Linked DNA regions of Gasterosteus aculeatus: region 2 is linked to region 1. The links are chromatin contacts, called in public Hi-C maps. All regions are on one chromosome and are shown on one strand. The core of a region is the stretch at or near the end of the contact, and the rest is flanking DNA. Distances in the headings are between cores, read along the strand shown.

Region 1 (3,406 bases), core at 394-2,893:
ATAAGAAAATGTATATATATATGATTATTGTCTTTTAACTTAAGAAAGAAAAGAAAAAGTTCACTTGCGATTCCCCGGCTTATTTGACCAAGCAAGCTTTTCTCTTATCACAGGAGTGAAATAACTGAATTCACCAACACTGAAGGCCAGAAGTGTCTCAGAGATCTCGTCTTTCTTTGTCTCTCTTGATGCTTCTCCTCCACCACGGCCGCCCTCGCAACTCAAACCCCACTTGCCATTTTTAGCAGCTTCCCCCACACTGAGTTGTACTGCTTGTCCGTCCGTGTCATTTTAGTTGAATACATAAAGGCTCACTCCCCTTTACACTGTGGCTCTAATGGGATTTTTTGTCACTTTAAATGAGTATTGCACCCACTGTCTCTTGTAATTGGAATCCTGCTGACACACTCTCTATAAAGTGTTCTAGCACATTATGGTACAAAACAGACAAACAATACAACCCACTCTGTATTCACTCCCCTCACAGCACAAAATACACTCCTCAACAAATTAAGATTAATCCAGGGCTCAGCTGCACGTCTGCTCTCCCATTCCACCAGAGATCACATCACCGCAGTCCACCAAACCCTCCACTGGCTCTCTATACAGCAGAGATTCTACTTTTATATTATATTGTGTCCACATCTCTAAGGACCTCTCTTGGACCCTCAACACCTCATCCCTGGTAAAGAAAGCACACCAGCGTCTCTTCTTCCTGAGGAGACTGAAGAAGGCCCATCTGTCTCCTCAGATTCTAGAGAATTTCTACCGCTGTACCATAGAAAGCATCCTTACAAACTGCATCTCCGTATGGTATGGCAGCTGCTCTGTCGCGGACCGTAAATCACTGCAGAGGGTGGTGAAAACTGCCCAACGCATCACCGGTTCCTCACTCCATTGAGACTGTCCAGAGCAAGAGATGTCTGCAGAGGGCACCCAAGCCACAGACTGTTTGCCCTCCTCCCCTCTAGGAGGCGCTACAGGGTGCTTTATTCACTTATTACACTTTACATATGCACATACTCTGCACTTTTTGCTATTTTGCACTCTGGTTGGATGTTAAACTGCATTTCGTTGCATCAGTACTTGTACCCTGTGCAATGACAATAAAGTTGAATCTAATCTAATCTAATCTAATATTTGATTGGAAATCCTACTTAGAAAGTGTTTGCTAGAGATTAAGTTGTATTGTCTTTGTCTTCTTAGTTGATATAGCAGAACGTAAAACATATGTACGTCCCAAAATCTTTGGGATATAACCAAAGAGTTTCATAAAAATCTGATTAACGTCTAACAGATTCCATTTTAATGCTCCATTGTTATAATAGTTACATATTATGTTATTTTTCAGATGCTTTTATTTGGTCACTTCACTCAGTAGAGTAGAGAATTCGCTATAATCAAATGTTGCTGACGTTGAACCACATGTTATTTATAATAGTATATATTTATAATATATATCATTTCAGAGAAACTTTTGGTCCCTAAACCCACATTTATTGTTATGTACCAGGGATACAAACAGGTTATCAATGTTTTAGTCACATTTAGGTACATTTTTACAACACTCACGTAAAATAGTAGTCTATGATTTCCTATAATAAATTATTGTTATTATTATTATTACAACACATACTAGAAGCATCCGCTGATGAGAAGGTTCAAAGTTCACGCAGAGGCTTACTGCGCATGCGTCTAAAATGGTGGCATTACCCCCAACAACTCGGGAAGTTGTGAGATTATCATCATAATTTTATCAAGCAAAATGGGTTGTTGACTCTGGGACTGGTGAAAACGTTACACAGAGAGAATATCATACTAAAACAGAAGCGGCATCATGACAGCTAACGAGGATCAAGAGGTATGAATGAGTGACGGTGCAGTAGTGGGCTAGCTGCCGTTAGCGGCTAACCGCTAACTAACGTTAGGTACTAGCGTGACTGCTAGCATATTAGCGTCAGTCCAGGCGGATCGGTTTAGTTGGCATTATTCTCGTTACACAGTCAAACAAGTCAACGTTTTATTTGAAGTGAAAGAGCTCCACTTGGAGGGTCCACGACTCGTTAAGCAGCTTTGCGCATGACGGGAGTAAATGGCAAACCAAACTCCATTCAAAAGTATGCCAAGTACGTGCAACGTAAACCTCGAATCAATACATTTTTTTTAACATCATGTCGTTGGATCCATCCAGTGTAACTTCTCTGTTGAGCAGCGATGCATTACACCGATTAGATGCCGCTGCTCGATCTTATCAGTTTGGCATCATAACAGAACACTAATAACGTGGCGTTAAGTTAGAAGATGGATTCAACACGTGAAGTTGTCTTGAGGTTCACACGTTTACCCAACTTATTACCACATCGTCATTATCCCGTGAAAGGTCTTCGGGCGTGGTTCAACCTGCATACCCGTGTTAGATTTACAGATCATTTACAATATTGTCGGGTGGACGCTGTCTCACATTCTGCCGCTCATAAGATCACCGACTAAATCTTCCATGCGATTTGCCTCCTTCACACACAGATGGAGCTGGAGGCTCTTCGCTCCATCTATGAGGGGGATGAGTGTTTCAAGGAAATCAGTTCGGTGTCCTTTCAGTTTAGGGTGAGTACTGTCCCCCTGTACTGTCCTCTGTGCTGTGCCCCTGTACTGTCCTCTGTATACCTTCTCTTACCTTCTACTTTAATGTTATACAACAGATAGGAGCGCTTGAAGACAAAAATGCGTTCATCCTGGACCTCACCTGGCCTGAGATGTACCCTGAGACGGCCCCGCAAATCTCCTTGGATGCTTTTTTCAACAACAGAATGTAAGTCAAAGGAAACTGACTTTATTATTAATATTATATTGGTAAGCCTTGGTTTACATTTGGAAAATCTGATGGCAGATTGACTGACATTAAAATCTGGACACACCAGAGTGTTGTCGGGTTCTTTTGAATTTTGAAAATTGTTGCAGTTTGTCAGTACAACAACCACAATCTTATCATCATCAAATCATGCTGATTTCACAACAGCTCTGCAGAGACAAAGCAGCTGATCCTGTCAAAGCTGGAGGAGCAAGTGGAGGCCAACCTGGGCACCGCCATGATGTATACACTGTTTGAGTGGGCCAAGGAGAACCAGGAGTCCCTCATGGAGAACCACAAGCCTGTAGTCACCGCTGTGGTTCGTATGCTTCATCCCTCAGAACAAATACAGCACTACCGTTTTAATTGACATATTAAGTACTTTAGACATACAAGAAATTGGACATGGCGGTTGGTGCATAACAGTGGACAGTAAGACAATGAGACACTGGACAACAAGACAAATAACACAGTGCAGGAGACATTACATTTTTATAAATTTCATCATTGGTGTGAGACATCTTCTTTGCTGGTTTGCTGCTGTTTTTTCTTCCTTTT
Region 2 (3,406 bases), core at 451-2,950, 160 kb before region 1:
TTAGTGCAAATAGGCTGTCAGCTGCTGCCTCCTCAGGGTGGAGGGTGGAGGAGAAGGTCATTTTCGTGGCAGAGACGAGGCCGCGTTTGCTTTGGCACCTGGGACTGGTCTGGAAGGAGAAGGACAAAAAGAAGGCATTCTGTCTTAATGTCAAACTTTTACAGACTTTCTTATATTTTGGAACCGGGTGTGAACAATTGATTTGTATATCATAGCCTGATATCTCTTCCCCTGTGGCATAGAGCTCCATTCTTGTCTTGAAACATATCAATGACCCAAGCTGTTTCACCGGGTCACATGTTCCTTGTACAAAATCCCCAAACCATGACGTATTTAAAATAACAAGATCGTATATTGGAAGGCGTAATCTTGTTGTTAGGAAGTATGCATTAAAATTACACAGGAGACAATAGGGAGGCAGGATTGATGAGACAATTTTATTTTTCAAGTCAAAAGTTTGCTGTTGGAAAGTCATAAATAGTTCTCGAATCTCCAGTCAAATTTAGTAAGTTGGTGAGTAAGCAAAGTCTGATTTATGTCATAGTAGTCACACTATCTCAAATGATTTTGGCCAGTGGCCGCTGGCCCATAGAGGGCCGTGGGGCCTTGAGCCACAAAAAAAAGGGAGATTCTTTATTACATTAAAAATACATTTTACAAATAGTCAATATTTGTGTTTTTGAAATATGAAATATACCCAGTAATATTTGGAAAAATAAGATATCTGCACGTCCTCCCCTTCTGCTTGTCTCAGCTGGGCTCGGGCCAGACCCAATAGAAGCCAAAATGGAAAGATGCGGGAGTAAAGCCTAGTTTATGCTTCTGCGTTTTCAGAGCGCCGCAGACGTAAGACCCCCTTGCGTGTCCCTTGCGTGCCTTTTCACACCTCCTTGCGTCCTTGCGTGTGTCGAGACATTTTTCAACGCAAGCCTCCCGCAGCGCACCAGGCTGCGATTGGTCCGCTAACTACATCCTTTACGGAGTCGCACATTTCCGTTTTCATAGCCCGATTCCGCCATTATTAAAACGAAGAATGTTTACGAGAGAACGGATCAGATTGAACAACTTTACCACACATACCACTCTAACAATCTTACTATCATACATGCCACTTTCAATTACGGTCGCCCCATTCTTGCTTTGCACGTTGCTTGTTCACACACAAGATATCTGTTGTTTGTAGACATAAAATGACAACAATTATTTTATAGCATTTCATTTTTACCAGTTTGGTGTTAAGGTGATGTGGAAATATTACAACGTTTGAGATTTTACATAGAAGGGTCCAGGGTGCTGATTGAGACTTGAGATCACAAGGTGTATGTAAAGGTGTGCACATTGTAAATAGACGTATGTTGCTGATGCAAATTTCAGAGAGAGAACAATTATTAATATTTAAGTTGTTAAACTATGTAACATCGTTATAAAGAGTCCTGTGAGTACTTTCACCCCTCCAACCTTTGCTCTGTGACACTTTTCCCTTAGCTGGAAACATAAAACCCTCTTATTTTATACCACAATTGAAAGAATCCTGGGCCACTAAGAATACTCTACAATGCAGCGTGTCTATGTGTGCCTACCTGAGAGCACGGAGAGGAGGGATGGCTGAGACTTTGCCCACAGGTTTGGGTCCCACTGCAGGTGGCATCATGACCAGCAGGCCCGGGGAGGGTTTGGAGACCAGGGTTCGGGCTGGACTCACTGTGGGGGAGGCTCCTCTAGCTGGGCTGAGAGGGAGAGGCCTCTGGGGAGGGAAGGGAGACGGTCTGGGAAGCAGCTCACACACCAACTAAAAGGGAATAGAAACATGGATTGTTGACATTTCCATTATTAGTACACCAAGACCTACTTCTTGATCAGGAGTCATCAGCATGTGTTACACACTCGTCCTGGCACACGGAAACAGCAGGGAGGAGAGCAGAGCTCTGCGCTGGACTCGATCCAGGTTGTCTCCGAAATATGTTCAGCTGGCTGATAAGAGGAGAAGTCTCACTACAGTAGATTAAAATCACCTCAAACGATTACATCCCAAAGTCAACTCATATCAAATAGTGGATATTTGACACAAATAAGAAAAAAGTAAAAGCTTGGCCTTAAAGGCCTTTTACATTTAACAGAGAAGGAGTGATTAGAGAGGATAGATCAATAAGAAAGCAATTAGAAAAAAAAAACTGCATTTATTATTTATTCAGGGTTCAGATCAAATGAATCTATTAAGGAATCTGATATATTATTCCAGTCATTTTCGCATTAATGTGCATTTGGCAATATCTCTGGATTACATTTACTAGTCAGCTGTTTAGCTGCAGTCACGAGCATTTCCTTCATCGCATGGCTTCAAAAAACGGATGTCTCCTAATCTGTGTAAACAAAGGTATGTAGACTTATGTTGAGAGTACAAACCCTATAGGACTTGAGCTCATAAGATGTTTTCCAGATGTTGGCTCTGTGTTAGAACTGAGCTCTTCTGTCTTGTAAAAAAATATTTATTTTACTTTAAGCGTATATGAGGAAGTAACAAGTGAGCACCTATAATAGTTGAGGAAAATAGCTGCTTTGGAAACAGCTCAACATTTAATTAGAAGTAAATTACCAGTGACAGAGATACGATGCAGTTGTAGTCTTATTTACATATGCTTCATATATTTGAAATTGAATCTAATTCAGTAAATATGTATTTGTTTGTGTGTGCTGTTTTGTTTTTGTCTTTTTTAAATCACCTCATGCTACCTTGTGATATTTGAACAATGAGTTAAATCATAGGACCACAGTTCAAATCTTATTCCCCAACTTCTATGCCAATCTCATCTAAATATAGCGGAAATGATGTTATTCTATAAATATTAATCTGACTCAATTCAAGACCAAGATAATGGTAATGTATGCTCACCTGCCGGAGCTCACCACATGTTGCCGGTTTTCAAAAAGCTCTTACTGTAGGCGGTGCTGGTAAAATGGGGATTTATTGAACATTCAAGCTGCCTGACAGCTTGTATAGTTGCCCTGTTTGTCAGCAAAATTTGGGGAATAAAACTGAAGTTTTTTTCTTATATATATATATATATATATATATATATATATATATATATATATATATATATGTGGAGATCCCTCGCTACCATTCTCCCTGCACATAGTAGCCACAGCAGTTGATTTCCAAATGTAAAAAGAGATATCCTTTGTGGCTCCCTGCCTAGATAGCGTTTATCATTCTTCAATTCTGTTCAGATTTGGAAAAAAGTCATCTGAAATCATTTTGACGTTAGGGCTTTAAAATAGAATTATGGTCAAAAAGGACCCTACCATTGGGGATCGTGTCGGGTTGAGGGGCAGAGGTTTCTTCGGCGGGCTGAGTCTCTGTGGTGTCGAGGGGGATTTGGGTGGAGCAGCTGGGAGCTTGCCAGCT

What was found. Hi-C and Micro-C count contacts between places; a contact is called where the count stands out from the background.
Region 2: a Hi-C map of skeletal muscle shows a contact between it and region 1, with 7 times the contacts expected there. The contact joins the enhancer-like site here to the promoter of rwdd in region 1. A contact is called at or near these places in 4 of 6 Hi-C or Micro-C datasets (skeletal muscle, tail fin and whole body).

What each region holds. Positions count from the first base shown.
Region 1 is chr7:12,506,940-12,510,345 of fGasAcu3.hap1.1, reverse strand. rwdd (RWD domain containing 4) reads left to right here and starts at 1,643. Exons shown (of 8, transcript XM_078105771.1): 1 at 1,643-1,861; 2 at 2,524-2,604; 3 at 2,700-2,809; 4 at 3,017-3,167. The coding sequence starts at 1,838.
Region 2 is chr7:12,671,050-12,674,455 of fGasAcu3.hap1.1, reverse strand. It overlaps adam19a (ADAM metallopeptidase domain 19a), which reads right to left. Exons shown (of 23, transcript XM_040179604.2): 21 at 3,304-3,406; 22 at 1,581-1,789; 23 at 1-109. The coding sequence ends at 58. Among protein-coding and RNA genes, the nearest start is that of LOC120821232, 13 kb to the left of the region's middle. Within about 2 kb of position 1,700, at least 1 of the 9 cell types and tissues checked has open chromatin away from gene starts, as enhancers often do.